5 separate regions of the Mus musculus genome follow, and regions 2, 3, 4 and 5 are each linked to region 1. The links are chromatin contacts, called in public HiChIP or PLAC-seq, capture Hi-C and promoter capture Hi-C maps. All regions are on one chromosome and are shown on one strand. Each heading gives the region's core, a stretch centred on a gene start, on an enhancer-like site or on the middle of the called end of the contact. The rest is flanking DNA. Distances are from core to core; before and after follow the strand shown. Region 1 holds the start of Sf3a1 (splicing factor 3a, subunit 1). Region 2 holds the start of Cabp7 (calcium binding protein 7). Region 3 holds the start of Zmat5 (zinc finger, matrin type 5). Region 4 overlaps Ascc2 (activating signal cointegrator 1 complex subunit 2). Region 5 holds the start of Selenom (selenoprotein M).

Region 1 (2,700 bases), core at 44-2,543:
CTTAATCTAACTTTTATTCCAATGTCTGGGATCCACACATGATCTTTTGGGGATCCTCTAAAGGGCTGGCATCACTTCTCCAGCTCTGCCCTCTGAAGCACTCTAGGCTCTGCTTGACTCCAGCCAACTGCTGCTGCTGTTCCTGGTTATCATCTTATCGTACTGGCATCTCCAATACACTGGGGTCTACCACTGCAACTAGGCTTCACCAAGAGCCTCTCATAGGCTCTCTTCATGGGGCAAGCCTCAACTCCTTTGCATGACCCCTTCAGTCCTGGGCCATCAACTGTAACTGTAACTGCACCTTCACCAATGGCCTTCCCTGGCCTCTCACGGTGCCAAGCCTCAGCTGCTCTTCATGACACCTTCATGCCTTCAAACTAATACTGCCTGGGTAACTCTTACACACTGCCAAGTACAGCTGCAGCAACAACCATGGCTATCTCTGGAACACAGCTTCTTTGTGCTCTCAGAAAACACTTCCCAGAAGATTTCACCTCAGTGATGCTGGTCTCGTCTTAATCACTAATTTCTTAGCTCCAGCTAACCAGCATCAACTGTCCCAGCAATCCCTTCTACTCTAGACTCTAAAGCCAGAGCCACACAGCCAAATTCTGCTTCCTGTGGCTGGAACCTGATCCCCTTTATTATCTTACCAGCTTTCTGTTTTTCAACTCCCTCACTGCCTAAGCTTGGCTATCCTGAAACTTGCTCAGGAAATTGACTTTGAACTCAGAGATCTGCATGGCTTTGTCTCTTGGGATTAAAGATATGTACCACTACGCCTGAATTATGCTTTTCTTCATCTAGAACTTGCTCTGTCCCAGGCTGGCCTTGAACTCAGATCTGCTTCGTTTTTTGTCTCCTGGAATTAAAGGTGTTAGCACCATGTCCTGGACTCTGTAAGGAGGGATGCAGAGGAGGTGGTGCTGAACCAAAAAATGGGGCTAAAGGTGTAGTAAGTGGGACTCTATGGCATCTTCAAAATGCCAGGCCAAACAGGAAAGAAACAGGGGCGAGGGGTGGGGCGCTGAGGGGGCGAGGAACCGGCCAGAGTCAGGAGGGAAGTTCAGAGTCAGAGGATGTGGAATGGCTTACCTGTCTCCGGCGTCGCAGCCTCAGCTCTGTGTCTGTCTGGCTCACAGAACTTCCTCCAGAGCGTCTGAGGCTCCGAGAATGCCTCGCAACTCTAAGTTGGGAGCCCAGGCCGCTGCCTTGGCAACGGCGTACCGCGCCACGGAGCAGGCGGGGCGGGGCTGGAAGTGCGAAACGGCGAGAGGGCGGGACCGGAAGTGCTCCCGCGGCTTCTCTCTCTGGGTCGCCGCCATCTTGTCATTGAGTTGGATACTTCGTGTGGTGATCTTTAATCTTGTCGTCGCACCGGTTGTCGCCACCGAGGTGGACTGGCAGCCCTGAGCGTCGCAGTCATGCAGGCCGGACCCGTGCAGGCGGTACCCCCGCCGCCGCCAGTAGCCACTGAGTCCAAACAGGTATCGTGCCCCGCGCTCCCTGCCTGCAGGCCTGCTGGAGGCCTCGTTCCTCCCCTCCGCGCGGGCGCTGTGGCACTGCTGCTGGAAGCTCAGGCCACCCCGAAGGACATGGAGGGACTGCAAGTCCCAGGAGTCAGCGCGCTGAGTTGCCTTCTGGTCTCGAAAAAGATATCCCTAGAACCGGACTTTTCAAAACCAGCATGCGGACCTGCACCCCCGGCTTCCTCTGGGGTCTTATGTGAACCACGAAGCCTCCATTCAAAAAGAGGAGAGCTAAGCAAATCATTCTTTCCCCTAGATTAGGAATGGCTGCGTAAATACAGTATGGCTAAGGAAACTTGCCCTGTTTTGTTTTTAACTGCGTCCTCGGATGCTAACCCAAGAGAGTCTGCAGTCTACAGGACAGACGTTCCTGTCAGTATCATGGAGCGTTTATGATAGCCTAATCCGAGCCGGGGACTTGAAGCCCTTACTACCTTTTCTCTGTTTTCACAGCCAATTGAAGAAGAAGCATCGTCAAAGGAGGATCCCACCCCTTCCAAGCCAGTGGTCGGCATTATTTACCCTCCCCCGGAGGTCAGGAACATCGTCGACAAGACTGCCAGTTTTGTGGCCAGGTAACAGCTGCTTCTGCACAGAGGGAACTTGTAGTATAAAGGTCTTTTAAAGCAGCACAGGGGCATCATGGGGAGTTCTAGAGGCTCTGGCTTAGACTCCTTACTTCTTCCAAAACCACAGGAGAGCAATGAGGTAGGTGATAGATAGGACTGGTATGGTTGACATACCACAACAGTAATCGCAGTGAAAGCCATGCCTAGCTGTGTAGTCACTAGGAGTTTCTGCTTCCAAAACAAGTCTGTGGAAATTCCTGGTAGCTTCTTTGTGGCTGCTGATGTGCATATGCTGTGTTAACCTGAAGAAAGAAAAAGAAGAGTTGATTATTCTCATTGTGAAAGGACGACTTTCCCAGAGCCTCAGCTGAATCCAGAGCAAGCTGTTCAGCATGTTAGCTAGTTTCCAGGCAAGGTGAACATTGGTCAGGATTCCTCAACCTCCTCATCCCACATACTTCTGCACCCTTGGATGGAATCTTCTAAGGGCCACTTGACTTCCAACGGTCAACACATCTCCTGGCTTAGGGCACTTATAGAGTATTCTTTTGGCAGCCAGCATCATTATCCAGTCTGCAGATGTTTAGTTTGTCCTTAGA
Region 2 (2,700 bases), core at 139-2,638, 590 kb after region 1:
GGGAGGGGAATCTTGAGCACACCCCCGCCCCCAATCTCAGCAGAGAAAAAGCTAGGAAGGCCCCAGGGGTCTCACTGCGCCCCAGGACACTCAATCCAGGAACCCCAGCCTCGGCCTGCTGCTCTGATCTTCAATAGCCAACTGCCTGCGTGCGGTCCCTATTCCCGAAAGGCACGGGGACTAGGGTCGGGGGGAGGTTTAGGTTCCGGCCTCTGCCTTTCCTTCCAGGCTTTTGCTATCGCGACCGAGCCTCCCAATCCGGCCACTTGTTGTCGCCAACGCCTCCCAGCTGCCTCGGCAGCGCACGGGTGGGGGGTCCCTCGCAGGGCCGCAGAAGGGGATGGGGGTAGCCCTGCACCCAGCAAGAGCGGGGCAGTCGCCCTCTCTCCCCTTCTCCCACTGCCGGAGCAGATTGGATTCTCAACGCGACACGAGCGGAATGTCAATAGGAGCGCAGAGCCACGGGCGGGCGCCGCGGAAGGGATCAGGATGCGGACGCTCCGGTGGCGGGCGCGGGGGGCAACAGCTCGGACTCTCCACTTCAGCCCCCGCCGCCTTGCCGCACCGTCACCGCCGGCCACGCGGCCCAGTGACCCCGCTGCGGGGCCCCGCAAGTTTCCGCAGCGCTGGGGGCCACGCGGGCAGGGGCCGGGCTGCTCCTGCGCCGCGGCGACCCCCACCGCGGCGCCCGGGGCCACCCGGCCGTCCCGCCTCCCGCGTAGCCGCTCATCCGAGTCGCGCAGCAGGGTCCCGGGCTCCCCGGGCCAGCGCGGCACCAGGGCGCACAGGTAGGAGGGCTCGTGGCAGGGGTCCCGGCAGGGCACTCACCCTCTAGCTCGTCCTCAGGGATATCCACCGGGCGCTGCTCCGACAGCAGGTTGGGCACGGTGTAGATGCCCCGGTACATCAACGCCGCCGTCACCGGGTGGAACGGCATCTTGGAGGCTCCGCGCCCGCCCGCCCGCCGCAAACTTTGAGGCCGGGGCTCATGGGCCGCCGGCGGCCCCGGGGGCGGCTGGAGCGGGCGGTGCGCGCGGTGCGGCGCGCAGTGGCGGCGGCGAGGCAATGGGCACCCGTCCGGGACCTAGCGCCCCTGCGCCCCGGGCTGTCGGGCCATGCCGCCGGCTCCTTCGTTGGGATCCCGGCCGGGGGCTCGCAGGGATGGCGGGGGCGGCGCCGCTCCGGCCTCTTGGCTCGGACCGCTGCGCGCTGCGCTCCCTCCGCGCGCTCCGCGTTGCTCGCCGCCCGCTCGTCCGCTCGCTGGTGCGGCTGCCCGACCCGCCGCTCCGGCTCCCGCCGCTGCCGCCACCGCCGCCGCCGCCACCGCCGCCGCCGCCACCGCCGCCGCCGCCGCCGCCTGCACTCCTCACTCGCTCGCTCGCTTGCTCTGTGCGGCGCTCGCCGCGCTCCCGCCTCCCCCGCCCGCCCCTCCCGCCCCCGCCCCTTCCCGCTGCCGGCCCCTGAGCGGCCACCCCAAGCCCTCCCGGGCGCCTTCTCTGGTTCTCCCCGACTCTGCTTTTCCCCCAGTCTGCTTCGGATTGCTGTCTCCCGCACCCCACGTTAGCAGCCAGCAGGACCCGGGTGGTGTGGACCAGGGGTGGAGCCGTTCCTTGTACCCCCTATCCCACCTGCCTCCACTAACCCTCCCCCAGCGAGAGCGGAGAGCTGAGAACTAACGACTAGAGACCCAGAAAGGTGAGGTTGCTCCAGGCGCGAGGGTCCTCAGGACCAGTAATCCTCAAGTTGGTGCCAGGAGAGGCTCCAAGGTGGGGAAACTGAGGCTTAGAAAAGGACATTGGCCAAGGTCACCAGGCAGGGCCAGCAGGCAGAGGCCAAGCACAGATCTGCAGGAGACTCCGCTGGCCTGTGGCTGACACCAGCAGTTGACTTGATCCCACAAAGGGCTGTTGTCCTGGCTCCTTCCTGAGCCCTTGCCTCTCAGTTTGCAGAGCAGGAGCCAAGGTCTGTCTCATGTCCCCAGGGGCCATGAGGAGGAGGCAGACGACCCAGAGCCTGTTGGTCACATGGCTGCAGGTTAGACCTTCCTCCGGTCCTTAGCATGTGTTCTATGGGGGTGGGGGTAGGTGTCTGGAGGGGGGGGCAGCATGTGCATGCGTTTCTCTTCATCTTTCGTTCAGGACACTGTGAAGATACGTTTTCAAACCCACTTGCAGATGAGAGTGTTTGAACTGTGCACGGCCACCTACATGTGAGCTGTGAGCTGGCAGCGAAGGGCAGAAGCCCGGAAGCAGGTGTGGGCAGGTGCGAAGGCCCTTGGGCTGGGAGTGCTATGCGTATCCGAGCACAGATGTGTGTGTCTCCGTGTACAATTATGGGATCTGGTGAGCCCCTGGCCTGGGTGGGCCTCAGCTGGCCTCAGTCTCATTCCTGGAACCCTCATCTGAACTATCTCCCTGCCCCCTTGGGTCCAATCAGCCAAAGGCCCCAGCAGGAAAGCTGATTGCCACAGCCTGGCCATGCCCTTCCCTGGCTGATTACATTTTTCTGCTTGTTTCTGCTTTTGTCGCTGATTAATCATAGCCCTGTCTTGGCGCCGGGAGAGAGGGGCTCAGTGAGAGACAACACCCCCAGCCACCCTGGGCCAAGGCAGGCCTGAACCTTTAGGACTTGTCTAGGGCTCTGGGTTTCTCATAGGCATGTGAAACCTGTAGAGAAGCCAGACAAACCCTGGCTCCCATC
Region 3 (2,700 bases), core at 58-2,557, 540 kb after region 1:
AGAGGCAGGAGGGTGAGTCTAAGGCCAAGCCTTGTCTACCATCTAGCTCCGGGACAGCAATAGCTACACAGAGAAACCCTGTCTCGAGAAAAAGAAACCAGTCGATGAACATGCTGGCCATCAGTAACATACCTTCCCCAATACTCTCACAACCTTTGACATAAAACATGCACAGAGTGTGGGACAGTTAAGTCAAAGAGGGCTCGCCATTTCCTACTTTATATTCATCCCCACATTTTCCCAGGATGCTATCTTTCAGTGGTATCATTAAGTATGAACGGTAGCACCTCATCTGTATCCCAGGATCTTTGATCCACTATGACCTTTATTCAATACCACGGTTAAGTGCTTTAAGTCCAGTATTGCCAGTTAGGGCTTGAGGTTTCATAGTCTTCACGTTTAATCCAAAGAGCCTACGTGGGCGGCCTTCGGAACTGAAACATCAATTTTAAAAGGTCAGCCACATGGTCTAAGGAGACCTACTTTTAACGACTGCCTTGCTGAAATCTGCCCTTGAAACTAGCAAGGACGGCAGGGGTCGGAGTTCCAACTCACCACCGACTTAATGGAGTGGTTCAGACCCGTAAGTCCTCTGATGTCTCAGGAGTCAGGAGTTAGCTTTCGCAAATGAATATGTGGAACTGTGTGACAGGACATACCAATTAGGCCTCGCACCATGTCAAGAGAAATAGATGTATTAACGGGCACAGTTCACCCCAGACCTGGTAAGACTTGATTGAGTTCCGTCCTACCTCCCTCCCAGTCACCCTTCAGGCGGGCCCAAGGTCAGGATGGCCCAGGCCCTCACCCCCTCGTTGATGTGCTCGTAGATCGCGTCTGCGCCCTGATCGAAGGCTCGCTCGAAGAACAGGGCGCCCACTGCGATGGTGAGGGCAAAGGTGGAAGTTCTGCGGAACAGCAAGGAGTACAGGCGCGAAGGGATCGTCGGCGACGACATGTTGCCTCACTGCCGAACTCGCGCCACTGCGCTTGCGTAGAACCCAATGTCTTGCTCCAAAAGTTTCAACGCGCCCTGCTTTATGGGAATTGTAGTTTCTCTGTATCTCAGAGTCGACATTTTGAACCATTAAAGAAACTGATAATGTGCACAGGGTAACAGTTTATTACAATGTTCATATTCCACACAACCAAAATTTGATAAGACTTATTTCTCAGTTTTTCTCCTCAACCATTTCCTGCGTTTGGCTATTTTGAACTACAAGTCCCGAAAGCCCCTTAGCTTACCCATCTTCCCCAGTGCTGTCTCGCCTTCGTATTCCGCCTTCTCGGTACCTTAGGAAGGACTACAAATCCCAGCGAGCAGAGCGCAACGCGAGGACTCAAGAGGAGGAGCCCGGAACCAGGTATCTTTGGTGAGACATCCGCGTCCAAGTTTTAGGCTCTTTTCCCAATCAGAAGAGTAGGCATTTCATTCTAAGTCCGCGCTATCCGCTTTTTCTGGCATGGGGAGTGAATACAGAGGCAGGGAACCTGAGTTTCTGTGGCTGCATCTCGACTCTCTGCCTAACGTCCTTTGAACCTACTCCAGATGTAGGTTTGGGGGTGGCAAAAGTCGGGTCCTGCAGTTCTAACTCTTAAGCCACGTCTCAGGGGGGAAAGTGGCTTTGCACTTGCTTCCTGTTCTCCAGAGCGTAGGCTTTAAAGCCAAGAACCCCGGCTTCGGAGATGGGTGACCTGGTTGTAAAAGGCACCGTACTTTTCTGAGTATCCCCTCGGGGTCTTGAGATGATCCCCAGTAAAAGAAAGGTTCCCAGCTCTCCTGGAGCGCTCTGGCCGTGGTGCGTGGGCGATGGGGAAGCCCAGCACTTCTGGAAACTAATACTTTGTAAAAGAGAAAACCCAAATGCTTGGACGGATTGCTTGCTCTTTAAACCTGAGTAGCCGCTTAATGGAGGACTGAATATATTGTAGCAGGGTAAACAGGATAATGTTTCTAGAGGCAACTGCACTGCTGGGGTGCTTGAGAAAGTGTAGAGTGGCCTCTAATGAGTAGGTGGCCTGAAGTCATCTCTAGTCTGGCCTTGAATCCCGTCCTGGGTAAGGAGTCATTCTTTTCCTAATTGCACTAGGGAGTCACTGAATGGGTTTAAGCTGGAATGCTTTGAGGTCTATTTACATTTTAATGTTATCGTTCTGACTTCTTGCTAGAGCAAAAACTGAAGAGAAGAAATTGCAGAGGTAGGTAATTTAGAGTAGAGAGGTTTAGAATAATGGTCAGATTTGAGATGCATTTTGGTAGGTAGGATAGACAGAGCAAGCTAGCAGAAGTGTGCAAGAAAGGTAGAATTAAGAGGTGGGCTCGGTTGTGGGTGCCTTTAGTCTCAGCACTCCAGATGCAGGTGGGTCTCAGAGTTCAAGACCAGCCTGGTTTACAAATTCCAGGACAACCAGGGCTACACAAAGAAACCCTGTCCTGAAAAACCAAACCAAACCAAGAAACAAAAATAGGAATTAACATCTAGAGATAAATTAAGATTTGACTACAGAGACTAAATGGTTTGTGTTTGTTTGTATGGAGAAAAGGTTTTACACTTGCTCTGGCTTGCCTGGAACCAGCTACATAAATCAGCCTGACTTTTAACTCCTGGTGATCCTCCTGTCTCTGCTATCTCTGGAAGGCTAAAATTATAGACAAGCACTATCATGCCTGACCTGTAAATTGTGTGTTTATAGATTTGG
Region 4 (2,700 bases), core at 165-2,664, 510 kb after region 1:
ACATCTTCCAGAACGATGAGTTTGATGTGTTCAGCAGGGACTCGGTGGACCTGAGCCGAGTGCACAAGGGCAGGAGGTAAGCGTGGCAGGACATGGGCCCTGCCGTCTAGTTGTGGAGGCAGATAGGGGAAGAAGGCCCTTGACAGGACAAGCAGTGTGTCTTCCTCCTGGAGAATGCCACCACTCTCTTTTCTAATTTCTTTCTATTTTCTTTGTATGGCTGCTTTCCCTACATGGATGTGCCCATAGATGCACCCAGACAAGTGCCTAGGACTGGAGTTACAGACAGTTGTGAGCTGCCATGTGGGTGCTGTGAACCAAACCTGGGTCCTCAGCAAGAGCAGCAAGTGTGCTTAACTGCTGAGCCATCTCTTCAGCACTGCAGGGGCCCCCTGAAGCCTGTCCCTGTACACTACTGCCAGCCTACAAGAGCAGGTTCTTAACAATGTTCTCTAGGTCCAGCTGTGTGGGGGCAACTCTTAGTGATATCTCCTTGTGGTAAAGGCCAGAGGGCCAAATCTGTCCCTTGTCCCTCTTATCCTTTGATATGTGGCCTGTCGACTCTGTGGGTGGAGAACTGGACAGTGCTGCAGGTTGTGACAAAACAAGAAAATTAAGCCATGTAAGTTTTTTCCAAAGATGAAAAAATTCTGTTTTAAGGCTTTCTTTCTTTGTAACTTAGCTCCTTCCTACTCTCTCAGCATGGAAAAGTCCATTCATGACCTATTCATTACGTCACCAAATACTTGCCTAGTGCTTATTGCCCTGGGTTAATTTAGAACTCTAGCTGTAGTAGAGAGCAAAGCAGACACTGCCTGCGTCCATGTGAAACTTGCATTGTTCAGCTCACCAAACAAGCATTACAGTGGGCAGCCTCCGGGGCTCCTGCTAGAGGTGTCAGCCTAGAAGGGAAGGCTCCTCTGAGAAAAGGACAGAGGGCTGAAAGATGTGTCAAGGTGGCTCTGCACACCAGGAGGGAAACTTCCCAGGCTGAGTGAACAACAGGGACAGTGGCTTCAGGGCCAATGTGAGCATGGTAAAGATGCCATGAGCTCATTAGTGTTACATTTTATAAAGGTCGCCCAGGCTGGGCACGGTCACTCCTGCCTCCAGTTCAGCCCCTAAGGAGAGCTTTCATGGCTGCATAGTGAGTTCCATCTCAATCTAAGTGAGACCTTATCTCAAAAAGGAATAAATCAAGTACTGGGCTTTGGAACTCTTTTTCCTGGGAAGAAACTGATGCCAAGAGTTCTGCTCAAGTGCAGCCTGTGCTGTCCCCCAGCATAGTGTTAGAGGCAACAGTGCAGAAAGAAAGGGAGGAAGTCAGCTGTCAGTCTTGTGCCCTAGGGCTGTGTGCTGCCTGAAGCCTGTGGCTGAGGGCTCAGCAGACCCAGGGCAACTCTGAAGCCATCTGGCTTGCTGGACAGGAAGCCCTGGCACATTGCTTAGTCACTCCTATTGTGACACCCCTGGATCCTCCCCACCCCCAGCAGATCCCTCTTGGTGGCTGTTGTGTGGAAAGTCAAACAGGGTCTCCAAGACCAGCAGAAGGCACAGGGAGACTGATCGGTCTGTTCCCCCACATTACTTAGCATCTCTGAACACAGGTTTTCCATTTGACATTCATCCTTAGATCCACCTCAGTCACTGCTCATCCTCGCCCAATTGTAGGTCACCTCCGAGCGCTTGCGAGTGGGTTGCTCTCAGCTGCCGGGGTCATGAGAAGGGCTGAAGCAGCCAGGTGTCCTGAATGCTGTGTCCTAATCCTGTGGCCCTCTGGCTGCCAGCAGAGCCTGGATGATGGGTGTTTACCAGTCCCACTCTGCTGGGCAGCCCAGGGGCAAGGATTGTAAAGAGGCAAAACCTTCGTTCATGTGTTCAGTATTTATCCACTCAGCAAATATTTATTAAGTGCTTTACTAGCACGAGATCCTGCTGAGGCACCAGGAAACCAAGGTGAGCAGGGCACCCTGGCTTTGCCAACAAAGGGCAGAGACCGTGGGAAAGACAGATCATCAAATAAGCAGGTGCACTTGAAGTTCAACAGGGACATCTGTCTTGGTCAGGGCAAGGTAGAAGGGCGAGGGCCCTGCACTCAGGTAGCAGGTGGAGACTGAAGTAGCACAAAGGCACACCTGTGTACATATGCACTGACTGTTGAATGCGCTTGACAGCGTTGGTAACAAGTGGGTCTGGACTGTCCCTACACACAGAGCTAAAGAGGGGCAGAGGTGAGGCTTGCTCACCCGTGGTTCTTCATTGGTAACAAGCACAAGGTGGATCTTTTCTCTGTTCTGGGACTCTAGCTTGGGGGCTCTTAGGGGGAGGTTTGGGGGTTCGGTTACTTTGACTCTGCCTACTAGAAACCATAATGCCAAGGGGGAGTCCAGATGGACACTCTTATCTCTTTTATCTTTTGTTTGTTTTTTGGAGATGCTAGGGATCAAAGCCAGGGCCTTGCACATGCCAAGCCAGTGCTTTCCCAGTGCGCCACCTCTCCAGCCCTGATCTCTTATGGAGACTAGCAGACCTTGCCCAGAAGCTTCCTGTCTTCTCATGTGTCATCAACAGGACTGCGCCAGCCTTTGGCCCTCTGAGATGGAGTGCAAAAGTGGATGATCTAAGCCTGAGTCTCAGCAACTGGGCCTGGCTCGTAGTCCCAGCACACGGGAGACTTTAGAGCTTGAGGCCAGCCTGGGC
Region 5 (2,700 bases), core at 18-2,517, 650 kb before region 1:
AATAAGCCCAGAAAGGTAAAAATACCTTGGATCACAAGCAGCGTTGGCTCAGTGTTGACAAGGTTCTCTGAATCCTGTGGGAAAGGGCACAGCGTGTTCTTGCTGTCTGCCAGGGATTGGTTCCAGGGCACACTTCCATACCAAAACTCGAAATATGAGGATGCTCAAATCCATAGATAAAATGGCTTAGTATTTTCCTAAAGCCCGTGTGGCCTGATCTTGTACTTTCTATCATTTCTAGATAATTTATAACACCTAATACAATACAGATGCTATAAATAGTTGTAATGCTCTATTGGTTGGAATAACAACAAGAAAAGAGTCTGTACATGTTCAGTACAGAGGCAGTTTTTACTTCCTAATATTTCCAACTTGAGACTGGTTAAATCCAGGGTGACAAAAAACTGATTGTACTTGCTGTGTCTGCTGAAGGCATGAGGACATGGAGTGCCACCTGTTTCCTCCTTGGTCCAGGGAGATGATCCACAGAGGTGTTTGGGGCTCAAATCCAGATCTATGAATTGGCCTATTTTACATTTCTGAAACAGTTCCTAATCTGCAAAACGGAGTTCATTGCTGGAGGGGGCCGTTGTGATGAGGAAGGGGAAGAGCTAATAATGGAAGGTAACACAGCCAGAGTCTGTCCTAATCACCCTGCCCTCAGGAGGTTGAGTGAAGAGTATTGCTTTGAGTTCAAGGACAGTAGGAGATTGGTGTGTACCATCTCTGACCAGATACTGTTCTAATGAGATGCATTGTGTATATTAACCCTCCCAGCCTTTTCTAGGTAAAAAAGGATAGGTAGTATTCCTTTGTAAGAATTTATATTTATTATTATTATTATATGTGTGTGTGCACCGCGTGTGCCTGTACAGGCACGGACATGCCATGGTGAGCGGTTGGGGACGCCTGTGGAGGACAGAGCACAACTTGTGGGAATTGCTGTTTTTCTTTCACTTTTTTTTAGGTTTCAGGGATAAAACTCAGGAGTCAGGCTGTCATAACAAGCGCTTTTACCCTCTGAGCTTTCTTGAGCGGGGCGTAGGTAATGGTCCTCGCTTACAACGTGTGCTTTGGGGAATTGAAGCTTTGATCGGAATTTCGTTCAAAGACATCAAAAGCGTATAAAGGAGATCTCCTAGGTTCCTGCTTCCTTATCTTAACTCTCTGACCCAGAAATCCTTGTGTCCATCTGCGAACCTCCTGCGCCCTCTGGTGACGCGAAGTAGTGCTGTCTCCTGGCATCCTGCGGGAGCGTTTCACACTTAGTGGGCAAATGCAATATGGAGATTGTGAGAACTGGGAACATGAAGTCTGGAGGACCAGAGAGTAGCTGAGACAGGGATGGGGGTTAGTGGGAGGCAACCACCCGATTTGGGTGGGATGTCAGTGGGGCTGTTTCTAGCTCTGGGGGCGTGGTTTATGGCTGGGCGGAGCTTTTGGCTTGGGCGGGGCCAGCTTGCGGGCCAGACGTGGCGCAGCGGCCGAGTTTGGGTGCAGCCTGCGGAACGTCTCCTGCCAGGCACAGATGAGCATCCTACTGTCGCCGCCGTCGCTGCTGCTGCTTCTTGCAGCCCTTGTGGCTCCAGCCACCTCCACCACCAACTACCGACCGGATTGGAACCGTCTTCGAGGCCTGGCCAGGGGGCGGGTGGAGGTGAGTGCGCCTTTTCCCAACCTTAGTACGACAGTTCCACAACCTTGCTGCCCCTTATCCCAAGAATATAGTCCGGCCTCAGGAATACCAGAATTCCCGAAACACCCCCCCCCCCTTTCCCTCCTGCACGGCCCGGGAATCATTCCTTTTATTTCCCAGCCGCATGATGAACAGCATCTACTGTGGAAGTAAGAAGTCTCGTCCTTGTGGCCTGGCACTCTGAACCCTTGCCTCTGCTCCAGGCTTGGCCCTACCGTGGGTCTCTGGCTATAATTTTTTGAAAACTGGCCCCTTAGAACCCACCTTCTCTAAGGATAACCTCACCTTTCCCCATTATTTCTCCCCCCACCCAGACTTAGTGCCTGGCATTCCAGAATCTCTTTTCTTCTGGTGGGGAGAAAAGACCTAAGCTCCTCCCCTCACTGTACTCTGCTGGAGCTGGAGGAGAGGATAGGGAAATGAGATACCAACAGTCCACAGCCACCCTGGACCACCACCACCTGCCGGCCAAAGGACTCCCCTGGAGTCTTCCTAAGTGATTCCTATGTTTGCAGACTCTTCATGGGCCTTAGCTGGTTTATTTTTAATTTAAAAAAAAATTAACAAAAGGAAGTGTAAGGGAGGCCTGAAATAGGGAGGTCTGGACTTCCTGTTGGGCTGCGGCCTCCCATCAGGAATAGAGAAGGACCATCCATACTCCCAAGTTAGGGAAGATCAGCCAGATGGTTCCTGAAGCTGAACCACAGGTGGCTGGCAGGGCTGCCTCTGCATGGGGTGGGGTAGGGACCAGATGGCAGGTGCCTCTAACAGGGCCCTTAGGGTAGTTCTGAGCTGTTCCCTTCTAGTCTGACTTTCGTCTCAAGGGCCAAAGGCCAGGGTTAGAATTCTACCGACAACAGGGAGAATGCCGTAACCCATGTCTCCTGGGCATTGGTCAGCTATCAATAACATGCAGACAGGGACCCATGGCTGGTTTCTCTCCCTCATTCTTTACCTGTGGCTCTAGGCCTGAGCTTCCCAACCTGTACAGAGGTCTTCTTGCT

What was found. Promoter capture Hi-C pulls out the DNA fragments that hold promoters and counts their contacts. HiChIP or PLAC-seq counts read pairs in DNA pulled down with a chosen protein or histone mark. Capture Hi-C pulls out chosen DNA fragments and counts their contacts.
Region 2: a capture Hi-C map of embryonic stem cells shows a contact between it and region 1, with 7 times the contacts expected there. The contact joins the promoter of Cabp7 here to the promoter of Sf3a1 in region 1. A contact is called at or near these places in 2 of 39 promoter capture datasets (hippocampal neurons and liver), 4 of 115 datasets of contacts at active chromatin or transcription factors (embryonic forebrain, embryonic midbrain, embryonic stem cells and 1 more) and 1 of 9 other capture datasets (embryonic stem cells).
Region 3: a contact with region 1 is called in a promoter capture Hi-C map of embryonic stem cells, with 3 times the contacts expected there. The contact joins the promoter of Zmat5 here to the promoter of Sf3a1 in region 1. A contact is called at or near these places in 6 of 39 promoter capture datasets (embryonic stem cells, erythroid cells, hematopoietic stem and progenitor cells and 2 more), 2 of 484 Hi-C or Micro-C datasets (B cells and embryonic stem cells), 10 of 115 datasets of contacts at active chromatin or transcription factors (the NIH/3T3 cell line, the SCID.adh cell line, astrocytes and 4 more) and 3 of 9 other capture datasets (adipose tissue, liver and macrophages).
Region 4: an H3K4me3 HiChIP or PLAC-seq map of bone marrow-derived macrophages shows a contact between it and region 1, with 4 times the contacts expected there. The contact joins the enhancer-like site here to the promoter of Sf3a1 in region 1. A contact is called at or near these places in 4 of 115 datasets of contacts at active chromatin or transcription factors (bone marrow-derived macrophages, embryonic stem cells, neural tube and 1 more) and 1 of 9 other capture datasets (embryonic stem cells).
Region 5: a contact with region 1 is called in a promoter capture Hi-C map of stem cell-derived epiblast-like cells, with 4 times the contacts expected there. The contact joins the promoter of Selenom here to the promoter of Sf3a1 in region 1. A contact is called at or near these places in 8 of 39 promoter capture datasets (the 3T3-L1 cell line, the C10 cell line, cranial neural crest and 5 more) and 1 of 115 datasets of contacts at active chromatin or transcription factors (pancreatic cancer cells).

Annotation. Positions count from the first base shown.
Region 1 is chr11:4,159,061-4,161,760 of GRCm38.p6, forward strand. Sf3a1 (splicing factor 3a, subunit 1) reads left to right here and starts at 1,294. Exons shown (of 16, transcript NM_026175.5): 1 at 1,294-1,490; 2 at 1,986-2,107. The coding sequence starts at 1,428. Ccdc157 (coiled-coil domain containing 157) reads right to left here and starts at 1,233. Exons shown (of 12, transcript NM_001164620.1): 1 at 1,099-1,233.
Region 2 is chr11:4,745,791-4,748,490 of GRCm38.p6, forward strand. Cabp7 (calcium binding protein 7) reads right to left here and starts at 1,389. Exons shown (of 5, transcript NM_138948.4): 1 at 829-1,389. The coding sequence starts at 937. It overlaps Gm35102 (a long non-coding RNA gene), which reads left to right and starts at 36. Exons shown (of 4, transcript XR_003949631.1): 1 at 36-788; 2 at 1,528-1,695; 3 at 1,982-2,034; 4 at 2,139-2,700.
Region 3 is chr11:4,703,349-4,706,048 of GRCm38.p6, forward strand. It overlaps Zmat5 (zinc finger, matrin type 5), which reads left to right and starts at 1,308. Exons shown (of 6, transcript NM_026015.3): 1 at 1,308-1,373. Uqcr10 (ubiquinol-cytochrome c reductase, complex III subunit X) reads right to left here and starts at 996. Exons shown (of 2, transcript NM_197979.3): 1 at 809-996. The coding sequence starts at 958.
Region 4 is chr11:4,673,372-4,676,071 of GRCm38.p6, forward strand. It overlaps Ascc2 (activating signal cointegrator 1 complex subunit 2), which reads left to right. Exons shown (of 20, transcript NM_029291.2): 15 at 1-76. Among named protein-coding and RNA genes, the nearest start is that of Gm51883, 26 kb to the right of the region's middle. Within about 2 kb of position 1,415, at least 62 of the 459 cell types and tissues checked have an H3K27ac peak or open chromatin away from gene starts, as enhancers often do. A contact at or near this core is called in bone marrow-derived macrophages, where this site is marked.
Region 5 is chr11:3,513,417-3,516,116 of GRCm38.p6, forward strand. Selenom (selenoprotein M) reads left to right here and starts at 1,268. Exons shown (of 5, transcript NM_053267.3): 1 at 1,268-1,657. The coding sequence starts at 1,529.